Linked DNA regions of Zeugodacus cucurbitae: region 2 is linked to region 1. A link is a contact called in public Hi-C data. All regions are on one chromosome and are shown on one strand. Each heading gives the region's core, a stretch centred on a gene start, on an enhancer-like site or on the middle of the called end of the contact. The rest is flanking DNA. Distances are from core to core; before and after follow the strand shown. Region 1 holds the start of LOC105215648 (probable serine/threonine-protein kinase DDB_G0267686). Region 2 holds the start of LOC105217344 (putative uncharacterized protein DDB_G0277255).

Region 1 (7,206 bases), core at 1,672-4,171:
GTCTCTAACTACAGAAGGAGTGGGACAGCTAATGTAAGCAAACAAGATGTAACGAAAGACGCATACGAGTATGTGCGGTAACATCCTCATATTGCCACGGTCTAACATAACCAATTCCACTGCCACACAATGGGCCACACACAAGCAGAAATGACTCAATTTGCAAACAGCAACCCCTCGAGGGCATTTGCCAGTGCTAGCTAGTGAAACGCTCAACCAGTTAGCTACCATTTATGTAGTTGGTAAGGGAACAATGCGACGACGGCCCAAAGAAAACTCGTCTACAATACCTGCAAACGTTTACCGGTGAGGCATGCAACATGCCACGCAAAAAACAACAACAACAATATGTTTTCATATTTACATGCATATTTGTTGCAAAAAATATTTATAGTACAAGGCATGCCACATGCCGCATGCCACACGACCATCGTATGCCGAAAAACCTGCACTAACCTAGCGGCCAAGACGGCTGGTGGCTGTTGTAGCTGTGCAGCTGGTTGGTTGGTCGGTGGTTAGACGTAGTATACTCGTATGTGGGCAGTTGGCGGCTGCCGGTTTGGCTGTGGACGCACGCGGCTGCTGCTGCCTATGCAAAGTCAGCCTGCCTTTGTTGCTTTGATTTTGCCATTTTTCCTTTCAGTGGCTCAATTCATTTAATTTATGCATGGAGAGCAACGCAACACACACCGGCCTCAAAGCAACATAATAACAATGTACAAATATACTCATAAGTAAAGGCAAATAGTGGCCACTTTTTTCGGCTTGCAACATTTTCGCTCTCCTTGACAAAGCCCTCCACATGGCTGGCAGCGCGACGGCAGTGGCAGCAACACATTCCGTACGCGCTTATGACAATCGTAAAAAGCGGCGCGAAATCGCCTTAAGCCGCTCTGTGGCAGCGACGGCATGTAGCCGGTGGACAGTCGCCGGATATGTGCCACACACTGCTTGAGTGGCTGTGTGTGAGTGTCTTCAGTTATTTCATTTTGCTTTTGTTGGCGAGTAAAAGCGTTGCTCCAGTTTGCGACGCTCAGTCACTCAGGTTGCAAATGATGAGTTACGAACCCAAATAGTCCAACACTGCTGCTCCACCAACACTGCCGCTGCTCGCCACATTGTTACTCCTTTTGAGTTGTGAGTATTTGTATTGTATGTGCCACCACCACCGCACCACTGCTGCTCCACCTCCTCCATCGCCACAAATATCTCCAACTATCCAGCTATCGGCGATTGCTTGTCACAGCTTTACTCCCATTTCGTTTATTTTTTTTTTTTTCATTTTCCTTTGCAACGCAAAGCTTTGTGGTTTCTTGTGCCTTAGTTGTTGGGTGGGTGCATTAATTTCATTGTTGTTTTTGTTGTTGTTGCTTTTTGTGTGTCGTTTTTATTTGCATTTCATTTGCGGTTTTTATGTTGCGCTGCGCGTTTGAGTTTCGCAGCTGCGAAGAGCTGTGACTTCGTGGTTATTGGCGTAGCCGATGGCTGTGGCTGTGGCTGAAGACAGTGTGTCGTAAAAGTATGTCTACTAGATCATTAGAATCTACCAGGAAATGAAAAGTGAAGTCGATAGAGGAATCTCATCGCAATTTCTTCAAACAAATCGTCGAAGAAGATTCTTGTCTGAGAAACGTGACCTAAATGGAATAAGGGAATGAAAAGGAACGACATAAGAACTCGAATAGGAGTACTTAAAGGTCACTGTCTGATTGGAAGATACGCCAGTTGCCTGGTGATACCTTACAATGATTACTGTAAAAGCTGCCAAGAGGAGAGGAAGAAGAGACTCCAGTACAACTTCTTCAGCGAATCTAAAGCTCTGTATAGGAAAATAATTGCAACTATCGGTCATGGTTTACTGAAGATGTCTCAGAAGTTGCACAACATTTTGAATTGCCAAGACTATAGAGTGGTTTGGACAGAACATGGTAGTGTGAGGGGATTCCAGTCCCGGTGGTTTCACAATGGGTCTCTTGAAGGCCCAGGTGCGTCGTCCGACATCCACTATAACAACTTACCTACCCATTTACTCATCCAATGTTTCCTGGGAAGCTTTTGGAGTTCTTCTCATGTCTCAGATGAAATTAATTACACTACAAACTCGCCATAAAGACACCAAATTTCTTCGATCTCACAAAAACCCTTCCGTAAAACTTGGGGAGCGTAGGGATCTTGAGAGACAAAATAGTAGACTCAACTAGGAAGCTTAATCTGTCAGTCAAAATGCTCCGTTTGACAGCTGTTATTTTGACACACAATTTATAAGGTTATCGAGCGAAGCTTTTAGGCTTGCAAATAAAATTTCTCGAAAAGCTTAAAACTCGCTGACTTCCGAATTACACCACTGTTTTCTGCTACTACTTTTAAGGTAGCGGTCGCACTCCGCATTAACACTTCGCCACTGCCGACGATGACGATGACGACGTTGCCGACGACGAAAAGTTTCGCCTGTGGTCTCTCCATGCAAGTGCTTCCAGTAGCTTGTATTGCTGCCGTCGTCGCAGCCGCTGTTATTAGCCTGTGCTGTTCATTGCCTTCGTCGAACCATTTCTGCATGCGACGCGGCTGCCGCAAGCCGCAACTGCTCCACCACCACCATCACGACCACTAAATCGGCCGGCTGCCACTCGTGTTTACACTGTCTTTGCGGCGCTGCCACGACACTATTTGACTTTGGTTCGCATTGCGACTGCGTTGCTCCACACGCCAAACACACCACACACACACACGCACACACAGCCGAACGCATGGCGCACTTCATCCACACTGTCGACTTGCTGCCATGCTGCCGCGCAGCCGGGCGCTGGTGGTTAGGCCAGGCCAGGGCAAGAGCAACGATTGACTGACACTACACGTTGTGCGCTTTTTGCCTGCGCCTCAGTTTCGTATCGCATTTAGTTGGGTTCACACACTCCGAACACGCTGTGGAACACCGCTGGCGACAACAACACACAACGCCATCGCCATCATCAACCAACCAGCCAACCAATAACCAGACCGCCGAAGAACGTATTATTAACGAATGTATTGAATGTAGTGCGACGCACTAGCGTACAAGTGAGTGCTAAATGCCAGTGCCAGTGCTAGTGCTAGTGTATTAAGGCTGCCACAGTGATTGTGGATTGTGTGGAAGAAGCCCAGCGCGGTACCACCGTTGCGCCTCAATATTGCGGGCCCGGAATCGCCGTAGTCAATCGTCAGCCGTGTGTCGTCGGTGCGGAGACGCGGCAAAAAAAAATTAAAAATATCAAATAAGCAAACAAGTCAATAAATTAAAAAATAAATATAACCACATATAAATACAACAACAACAACATCAGTGGTGGATGTGTGTCTGTGCATGTGAAAAATATATCGAAAGAAAAGTGTGCAAAGAAAAAGTGAACAACAACAACCATTAACGGATGGGGAAAAAGATAATGAAAAGCAATGCAAAGTGCAGCGTGGAGTGAAGTGAAGTGTCGTGAAGAAGCGTGTCGGCTGAAGCACATACGCGCATACTTACATAGCGCGCCGTAAAGTGGTTAAACTATTAAGGTGAATGTGCCGCACAAAGTTAGTACAAATGCTAGCATGTGCTATTATTATTGTTACTACTTGCTTTAAAAATATTTTTTGTTTTCCATATTTATGAATTGGAAATAAAACTAAAGAAGCAAAGTTAATTTTTTTAAGAAATTAATAAATTTTGTTCAAGGAAGAAGGTGAAATAATCGTGAAGAGCGATAAATAATAAACAAAAATTATATTTATTTAAAGGAAATGGAAAATTCGGTTCGTACTGATAAACATTTAATGCGTTGTCGAGTTAGTTTCAACGAAGACAAAAATATTTTTTTGATTTTTATATATTTTGGCAAAAAATAGTGATTTTTTGGTTTGACCGATCGAATATTCTAAACCATAAATTACAGTTTAAAACCTCTATTATTAGTTTTTTTATGAATATCTTGAATATAAATATTAAAATATTGAAACTCAATACACATTAACTACATAAAAACAAACGGAATTTTACAAATTCGATAACAGAAATTTTATTTTTTATTTTTTTTATTAATTATAGAAAATTGTTTTGAGTACCTTTTCACCACGACTTGAGTTCAGCTTTTTTCAACATTTAGACATTTTCAAAATTTTTTTTCGAATTATTTTTCAAAAGCATATTTTCTAAAATTTATAAAATTATTTTTTTGTTAAAAAAAAGGTCCAACAAGTTTTAAAACGTCTCGAATCGCTTTTCTATGGCGTAAGATTTTATGATTTATGTATATTTTAAGTCTTAGAAGTCAACTAGATTGATAATTGTACCAATGAATCCATAATTTATAGTCCAAAACTCTAATGCACTCAGTATCGGCGCTGATGGTATCAGAGATTCATTTATTCAATATAAATGTTTGCATTTTTCTCGAATTATCGACATTTTTTGAATCAGTTCATTTTAATTATATATATATTTGGCGTAGGAACCGTTTTAAGCGAATCCACCAAATCGCGCCACTCATTCCTCCTTTTTGCTGTTTGGCGCCAACTGAAAACACCAAGTGAAGCCAGGTCACTTTCCAATTGGTCTTTCCAACGGAGTGGAGGTCGGCCTCTTCCGCGGCTGCCCCTAGTGGTTACAGCATCGAACTCTTTCAGAGCTGGGACCCACCGCATTAAAAAAACCTCCCCAATGAAAGACCAAAGAGAGCCTCTTTTTAATTAGTTGAGTTAAATAATCCATTTCTGTTATCGGAAGTCCACCGTGTCTGAGATTGTTTTCATACACCTCCCTAAAAACTTAATATCAACATAATTTGGCTGAAAAAACTATCAAATTAAGCTGACTATTACCTATATATGTAAACGAATGTTATGAGTTACATTTCTATATTTAAAGACTTAATTTCCATAAATTATGATAGCCGTGTAATAAAGACAAAACTAAATAAAACATACGCCAATATGCCAAAGGCCGTTGCCGCAACAATTTAGATAAGCAACAGAAAGCTTTAAATAACAAACGAAAAAAAAAACAAAATATTTCACCCTCAAAGCTAGCGCGAGCAATGAGCAACAGAAACGTATTCAAATCACCCTATTCCTTTCAGACTACTAATACAGCTACTATTACCTGGCGAAAAGCCGCTTAAGAGCCAGCCAGTGGCCAAGTAGGACACAAACAGGACTAAACAGTTATAAAACAAAAATCTCAAAGAACTAACAGTGAGCTTTTACTATACATATACCATCCTATGTTCTTTGTAAAAATGGTTTGTAATGAAAATGAAAGATTTGAAAATACAATTATTTATCGAAACTTACATTCCTTGAACTTCGATTCTTCTTTCAGAACTCCAAAAAAATATCTTAAAATTCGTTAAAGTAGTATAAAATCATCCCTGCAGGGTCTGCTTAACTTTAAAAGTTGGGCATGTGGGTGTAGACATATCATTCATATTTTTGCCTAACTCCAATGCCTGAAACTCAATCGACATTCTCCTTAGACTGTCTGTCCTTAGTAGTAGTAATGGTGGCGGTGGTCCGTGTTCAACGATTTAATCGAGCATTGTCACTTTCACTAAACTATGCAGCACTTAAGCACATAAGCTAACACAGCGAGAACCCCCAACCAGAAGCCCAAAACTTTACCTCCCACTTTTTACACAATATTCTGCCTTTCATTTGGTCCCTTGGCAAAGCTAGCGTTATTGAAGTTCTTAAATTACAATGACTAACCAGTAAGTCAACCACCACTTACTTATGAAAATATGCCCGTTTAAGTAGTGGAAATGACATGTCTATTCCTGGATTTAACGCTCCTTGGCTTTGGCTATACACGCTTTTGGGTTTGGTGAGGTATTTTTATGCGTTTTTTCTGCTGAGTTGCTTTTTCAAAGGGCTTTTAAATGCTTTGTGAAATAGTCCGTTGCATGTTTTGAGTTGCTATTTGATTGAAGTTCAGAAAACAATATAGATTTCGCTTCGGTCTTTAATGGGTAAGGGATGGGTGTATTACTTTTCGGCTTTCTAAGTGGCGTAATAACTGTCCATGTGACTTTAGATAAGATCGCCAAAGCGTGTCAGTCATCACTTCGTGTTTTTTATGTTTGTGAAGTCAGGGATACCTAAACTAATGTAAGATTTGCCAAAGGGTGATTTAATAGATCTTTAGGGGTCTGATGGATGAAACTAGATTGAGTTCTTTATATTTGATTTGAAGGTTTATAGTATAAAAGTCCAATCTCCCCAGTTTCTGAATATGCTTCGAAGCTTTAGAATATCATTTCGAAACAAAGGATAATAGGACTACCGAGAAAGTTTCTAAGTGTCCTAAGTCTTCAGGACACTAAGTGAAAAAAGAGCTATAAAAATGTACGTTAGTATTAGCATAGAAAGGGAATAAGAAATTAAAAAGCTATATATTGTTCGATTGAATCTCATTTTCGCAAATAAACCGACTTTAAGGAATCATTGATATATTGACTACTGTCAGATACTAACATATAATATCTGATAATATTCAGTGACTTCAAAAGTCATTCCCAAAATGTCCCCCAAAAGTTCCAAATATACCAACTGCTTCAATTTTGCACGTGACTACAACACACCGGTCAGCTGTTTACGACTTTGACGTTTGGCGAAAAATTGCGCTCCCGTTGTTAGCAGTTTCTCTCTCTCTTTAAGCGCCCTCTCTCTCTCTCTCTCACACACTTTCTCACGCTGCACAGCACTTTCACGCTCGCTTTTCCGCTTTGAGCCTTGCGATGTGTCACTTTTACGCTTAGCGCGCTCTCCACAAACTGCCGCTCAGCAAAATGCTTGTTATGTGCTTGCTCTCTCGCATTAACTGTATGTGAGTGTATGTCACAGCGTTGCTTTATAAAAACACACCTGTGTTCTGAGTGGGTTGCGAAGACTGTCGTCGGCAGCATGATAACTAAACGCCGTTAATTTGTTGTTGGTAGTTTGAGAAAATGGTGAGAGCGCAGCAATGTGGAGAAGAGCAACAGCAAACGGTAGCAGCGCAACGAAGCAACGAGGATGCCAATAGTAGTCCACACAAAATAATGTACTTTTTTGACATTTGTGTTATTTCGTGACACACAAATCAATTTCGTCGTCGTTGTCGTTCGGTTCGGTGTGTTACGTGAATTTTTCCAAGCGAAACGATGCGCTGAAAAAACAGTTATTGCAGTGAAAATTTTCAGCTTAAGTGCA
Region 2 (7,206 bases), core at 2,540-5,039, 130 kb before region 1:
AAATTCATTGAAAATTTATTGAGTCATCAATTTGGCTTTATTTCAAGCTAAAAAGTAGTTATGTGAACAGCAAAGCAATAAAGATTGCTCAATGATATGTGAAAATCCAACTCACCAAAGCAATAAGAATCTTCAACAAAGAAAGCTCGACAAAGGTGGTTGGCCTTTCTTTAAGCATAAGAAAAATTAATGATCGAATTGCATTTGAATTTTTTTTACAGAACACTCTCTTTCTCCTTTATAAAAATTAAAAAAAAAATAATAATACTCTTATCTTACACTAGCAGACCGCTCCGGCTTCGCACGGGTTTTAACAAACATTTCAAAAGTTATAAGTTTTTACACACTTTTCCATACATATGTATGTACTTTCCCGTTTCTTGTGTGGGTTCATATAAAAAAAAATTACATGCGGAAAATTCGAACATGAAATTTCATTTTTTCTTGTATTTAGCTAAAACTCTAATACGACCTCTAGTTTTTGATGTCCGTTGTCTTTCCCTCTGATTACGAAGGCGTTGGGAACGCTCAGAGTTCGACTCCCTTCTGCGAGCTTGTATATTTCTAATATTTGGGAGGTTTTGAAATTTTGTTCAGCAAGCAGCTGCAAACCCTTCTTAATCGACTCTCTCTGACACGCGATTGCGATGCGAAGAGAATGACTTGCAAGACGATTTTCAGTTTCAGATTAAGATTTTAAGATTCTCCATCACAGAGTCTTTTTGATACCCTCACCTATTAACTATTTCCAGAAAGTTGAGATTCTAGCAATAAATATAGCATATGTTACTCGGGGTGTATGTAGCTTTCAAATGGTGAAAGAATTTTTGAAATCGACACAGTAGTTTTTGAGTTTATTTATTACAAACATACATACAAATCTTTCCTCTTTTTAATAGTAGTATAGATTACCAATGGTCACTTCTAAAATACAGTTGAACTTGTCTAACTCGAATCATCATAATCCACATAAAAACTTCGAGTTAGAGAGCCTTACTTAAGTTACGGAAGGTAATTTGTATGAAATTTGACCACTATTGCCAATTCAAAAGTTTAAGTTTAAGGGAGAACTTCGAGTTTTGAGTTTTTTATACTTTTACTGAGTCAAAAATGACTAAATATGCAAAAATCAACCCCCATTTTAACAGAACTCTTGCAAAGTTAAGATGTTAAGAGCAACAGCTGTTGTTTCTTTGATAGTTAAGTTAACAGTCACACAGTTGCAATGAATGTTAACATACTTTTTAACATGCTTTCGAGTTTTCAGCAGCTTAAAACATGCTTGAGTGATTTTAGCATCAAACAAATCAGTTGTGAGTCTTTTCCATGTCCGACAAGTATACAGCAAACATGTTGCGAGGCAGTTATTTCGCTGACAGTAATTTAACAGTTAACAGCTGTTAGTTAAGACTAGAATGTTAAATAGCAGAAATGCGTTTGATGTATTGCAGCGAATTTTTCAAATGAAGTTGAAAAATGAGAGATCAAGATATCATAATTTTTCAAAAGAGCTGATAACTGAAAAATTGAGTTATGTAATGAATGGTATTGAGTGTGTTTTTTTTTGAGTGGTAAGGAATAAGCGATTTCTTACATTCAGATATATTTACCTATATAAATATGTAGTTATGTAGGTTTATAAGCGTATACGCTTTCTGAGGAGTTTCTGAGGAAAACCAAAGGGAATTCTTTATTAATTTTATTTTTTTAATATTTTTTCATTTCTTACGTCGGGTACACCTCTCAGCCTATAACCTGTTCATGAAGACAATCTTAACAATTTTATGTGGTATTTTTCGCTCTGTGTATATTCGACTTAAGATTTATGTAAAATTCTATAAAATAAAAAACTCGCTTGAAAAGCTTCAATGTATTCTCGAAACCATAACTTCATACCATCAACACTAAACAAAAATTGTTTGGAATACCTTACATAAACAACATAAGCTCTTAGGCTCAAAAGTCTCCATAAGAAATTTGTAGCGAATTCCACAATATTCAAGGCTCTTCCGACCGGCGATAACACTGTTTACACTATACTTGCTACAGCAGTTAATTTCCATGTTGTGATAATAAGTCGAACAAATGAAGACAATACCCGAAAATGATACCACAATAAACATCAAAAACAACAAACTAAACGCCGAAAGTGATTCATGAAAATGAATGAAATAAGAAGAAAAAAGTGATGAAATAGGAAAAAAACTGCGCGTGTAAAAAAGCCGAACAAAATCAAAACAAATACGCTTGATACGAAGAATTTGCATGTAAATTACTAAATATAACATACGCGCTTGGTTCCCCTCCACCACCAAACAATTAAGTCATATAGCAATAACATTTGATAACACAGCGCGCAAATCAAAGTGAGGCAAACGAAAATGTGCAGAAGAGGAAGAAGAAGCAGAAGAACACTAAGTTACTAAGCTCAAAAGTGCGTTATCACTTTATGAGGCCAACCACAAGAGTGCGAAAGACAGAGCGTGCGCTACTCAATGAGCTTGCCGGCGTCTTATTGACGCTATTGAAGGTGGCAATCACAGGGCAGATATCACTGAGAGTTAATCTATATGTATACAGTTATGTGTATGCGTGTGGCGCTGTGGTGCAAAGTGCGATTTCGAAAAATATGCGAAGGCGAATATTTGCGAAAAGCCTGCAAATGACTTAGTCGAAAGGAATGTCAGATACACCTGTTGGAATTGGTTTGTTGTGTGATTAAATAGAGTGCGCTTTATGTAATAACCAATTTGAGAAATGCCGTCATGAAAGTTGAATTTCAACGATTTTCTGCTAACTTTGAGCAACGAAGCGGTTTAAATGAAGTTTTTTGTTGTATTTCAAAAGAATTTTCAACTCATTTGTGATACAATTTGGGATCTATCTGTATATAAGTTTATCACTTGATTTTATGTTTTCGAAGAGTAGAGACTCATTAGGGACTTAGTCATGCTATTTATGAGTCTATATAATATTTTTATGTTAGAATTTGAGTATCCTGTTATGTAAGTTTGTCGCTTAAATCTTTTTGCAGGGACTGGGTTTTAATACTAATTGGAAAACAGTACAGTTTGAGAAGCAGTGTAAATATAGTTCATACTGTCTTACTACATATATATTTTATGATGAAAACAAATGTTCTATCTCTTTTATTACAACAAAAATTTTGAAAATTTTTCCAAAGATTTTCCTTGCTTTCATTAAACTATTTCAAAAATGTTATATAACTGAAAATTAATATTGAAAGCGATATTAAACGCTTTGATTTCAATCCTCTCAATCTAATTCGAAAAAAAAATTGATTTCATTGAATCTACTTGGATCCAATTAGACCCCAAAAACAAAAGGCAGAGCTCGAGTATACTAGTTGTTGTACTGACTTTCCCTAGCTCCCCTAAGGTATCTTTGCAAGAAGAAGAACCACATGCTTAATTTATTTCACTTAAATATCAAGCCGTAGCTACATTTTCAAGCCTAAATTTGAGTTAACTACCGGCTTTTACGATCCAAAGCCCCGAGGTGTTACAACAACTCGCCGAAAACTCAGCCTCCACTCAACAAATAATGAAACTAAGTTGTAAACAGTTAAGGTCGCCAGGTGTAACAGCAACAAAGCACGCATACACGCTCAAAGCGACAACAGACAGCGAGATGTGTGACACTTGGAGCACACCGAATATCGAGCGCCGAGTGCGCCTACCCGCAGCGATAGCCGCCAACGCCGCCGCTATGGTGCCGAACTTCTAACAGCGCTTACACTCGTTCACTGCATATCGGCTATCAGTTAAGTTCGGTTCAATTGTGCACAGCTAAGCTCGACAGCGCGTATCTCATCGATACGTTTAGCGGGTACTTGGGTTAGCCATGCTATTATAATAGCCCCCGAATGTTCGTACATACATACTCGTATGTGGTTCGTGGAGGCACACATACGCTTCGTTTCGTTTTTGATGTTGTTGGTGTGTTTGTGCGGCGCGCACTCCGTAGAATGACCAATTCGTACTCGTAAAGTACGTTCGTACGAAACACGTTGGCTCGCTGGCACACACGTCGTCGTTGTTGCGCCGTTAGGTGGTTCACGTTGTATTGTTGTTGTTGTTGGTGGTTGGTGGTGCTGAGGTCGTTTCGGTCGTCTGCCGTATAACATTACAGGCGATACGATTTCAGCAGTGCAGCCGCAGCAGCGCCAGCACCATCGGAGACAGGCAGGCAGGCAGGCAGCCAAACACAGTCAGGCCAGCAAGCGAGCAGTAGTGAGGCAGCAGCGACGACGGTGTGCTATGAAGCCTCCTCCTCTTTCTTCAGCATTCGATTTCAGTACGAATCCGTATCGTATCGGATTCATTCAACACTGAACAAGACATCTAGCATTTAGTTTGTATTTGGTAAGCGTACGTTTCAGTTCTGTGGCAACTGTCGTCGGGTTAAGAACGTTGGAAACGCTTCAGTTCAAAAAAATTTCACACACACACACACCCATATATATGAAAAAAGCAATGAATTATATTTTAATAAAAAATAAATAAAATCATTTATGAGTAAAAGTTAAAAAAAAAACAACAACAAAAATAAAAATAAAATTAAACGATTTTGTGAAGCAAAATATGAAAACGTGTGAAACTAGTGAAACGCGTTATTTTTGAAAGTGTCAAGATTTAAAGAAAATTCAATTGGAAAAGTGCAAAAATCTAGATATCAAAGTGCATTGCTGAAAATACGAAAATTTATGCAATTTAACGGTATAAAAGTGAAAATTTAGTGTAAAAAACAACGCTGAAAAAACAAAGTGTTTTGCGAAATTTTGAAAAAAAAAATAAATTGAAGATTTTTTAAACAAAAAGTGTAATTCACAGCAACAAAAAATCAGTCACTAAAAAGCATTCAAATTTTGTTCGAAAAATTAGCAAAATATAAATTTTCAGCTTAAAGGTTAAAAATAATATTGAAAATTTTCGAAACATTGCTAAAATTTAAAGCAAAAGTGTAGCACGCAAACGTTTAAAAATAAAAATTAAGAAAAAAAAAACAATTTTTGTTACGTGTCGAAGCAAAGTGCAATAAGTTTGCGGTGATTAATTTTGAAAATTTGAATTTTTTCAAAACAGTTTTTGAAATCTTAAGCGAGTATTGAAAAAAGTGCATACTGCTTTTACATTAGTGCATTAACAAAACTAAAGCAGTGAATTTCAATTGGTTTTGTATATAAATTCAATTTATTTATACAAAAACACAGCCAATGTTGCATTTTTGTGGTGTCGCACAAATAACCAATGTTGGATTATAAATTAAACCCATACATTTGGGGGATACAATGAGGCCAGAAAGATACGATGTGAGTAGAAAAATTCAATTTTATTGTAGTTTAAAAAAATTATTTATGAAAATGTTACAAAACTTTTAGGAAAGAAAAAGTTTTGAAAAAAAATTAAATTTGAAAAAAATTTGAAAAAAAAATTTGAAAAAAAATTAAATTTGAAAAAGATTGCTTTTTTTGAAAAACAAATTCCAAAAAAAAAATCAAATTGTTTTTTAAATAATTTTTCAAAAAAAAATTTTAGGAAAAAAATTAAATTTTGAAAAACCTTTTTTTTTTCATCCACTGTCCATTTTTTTTTAAATTATTTTTCAAAACTAAATTCGTATGGTGTAAATTTTTGTTACGTTAAAAATATATTAGCAAACAAAAACTATTTCCCAGCGCTATCGTGTGTCTTTTGTGTATAGTGGGTATCTAACGTAGTAAGGAGATTAGAAAATACTACGGCATACAAATTAACAGTTATAAAATGTTTGCTAGTAAACAAGTTGTTTATTTATTAAAACAGCAACAATAAATTCCAAGATTTATAGCAAAAACAACACATTAAGATAAATAATAGTAGTAGTACTACTACACGACTACGATATAAGCCCTATTCAAAAAGCTCGTTAGTAGATAGTAAAATTATCGAAAAGATAGTAGACGCATTATTTGTGAAATTCAAATAAGTGGAAACTTTAAATATTACAATAACAAAGATAGATAAAAAGAGCAGAATAAGAGTGATACAATAAATATAGATTTTAAAAAAATATCGGACACAACAAAAAATTGTCACACTTTTGTGAAAAGATTTCATAAAAGAGACTTTGGTTTAAGCAAAATTACTTTGTAGTGTTATATAATTGTAGTTGAAAACAAAAATTAAACTATAACTTCTAAGCTTTATGATTAATTTTATGAAAGCTCACTTGCAATGAAAACTCTTAGAGTGAAAGCTCACATAAAAAATCATAAAATATTGCTAAAATCATCTAAAAAAACCCAAAGCTTTAAACTTTCACTCTTAAGACGAAAAATGGTGAAAGCTCACTTGCAATCAAAGCTCTTAGGATGAAAGCTCGAATGAAAAACCATATTATATTATAAAATCATCTAAAAAATATTAAAAGTTTTAAACTTTCACTCATAATACGGAAAATGGTGAAAGCTCACTTGAAATGAAAGATCTTTGAGTGAAAGCTCACATGTAAAATCATATTATATTGCAAGTTGCGTAAATGAGCGGAAAAAATTGGAACATTTTTAAGGTTCGGGCATATTTTGACATTTGGTGAAGGCTCCAAAAATAGTTTATTATAAATTTCTGACTCTTGTTTTCTTGATTTTCCAAGCAACCCTGCTTACTCACCCCAATAGGCTTTCTTATAAATAACTATGACTGCATATTAAGCTGTATTTAATTTCACAAGGCAGCCACGTGTTGGAAAGCACGTGCGATGCGCCGCACTCAAGCGGTTTACTGTCGGACGTGAGTTTTCCGACATATAACTTACGTTTGATTTTATTTTAAATGCAAAAATATACACTTTATCTCAATAACTATTTGTTTAAATACGTTAACGATGATTATTATGTTTAATTGTGAATTATATGCAGCAATAAAAATAAACGCTTATGAAAATAGTAATAACAATTAACAGCCGTAGCGGTGAGCACACCCCTTTTCAAAAGGGCATTACTCAAAGGCAGGCTCACATAGACATACATACACACAAATATATTGGTAGCGTGTATAAAAATATGCAAATTTTTGTATTTTACACGACACACGGCCTGGCTTGGGTAAAGCAAGCAAGTGAAGAGCAATCAATGTTCAAATGTTGAAACATTAAAAGTGACAGGGTTGCAGTGCGGCGGCAATGAAGTGTATATGAGTTCATGAA

What was found. A called contact is a pair of places that touch in the nucleus more often than the background predicts.
Region 2: a Hi-C map of whole body shows a contact between it and region 1, with 3 times the contacts expected there. The contact joins the promoter of LOC105217344 here to the promoter of LOC105215648 in region 1. A contact is called at or near these places in 2 of 2 Hi-C or Micro-C datasets (both in whole body).

Annotation. Positions count from the first base shown.
Region 1 is chr6:2,864,898-2,872,103 of idZeuCucr1.2, reverse strand. LOC105215648 (probable serine/threonine-protein kinase DDB_G0267686) reads left to right here and starts at 2,921. Exons shown (of 6, transcript XM_054234878.1): 1 at 2,921-3,537.
Region 2 is chr6:2,998,393-3,005,598 of idZeuCucr1.2, reverse strand. LOC105217344 (putative uncharacterized protein DDB_G0277255) reads left to right here and starts at 3,789. Exons shown (of 5, transcript XM_054232964.1): 1 at 3,789-5,332. The coding sequence starts at 5,331. All of the region lies in intron 2 of LOC128922463 (a long non-coding RNA gene), which reads right to left.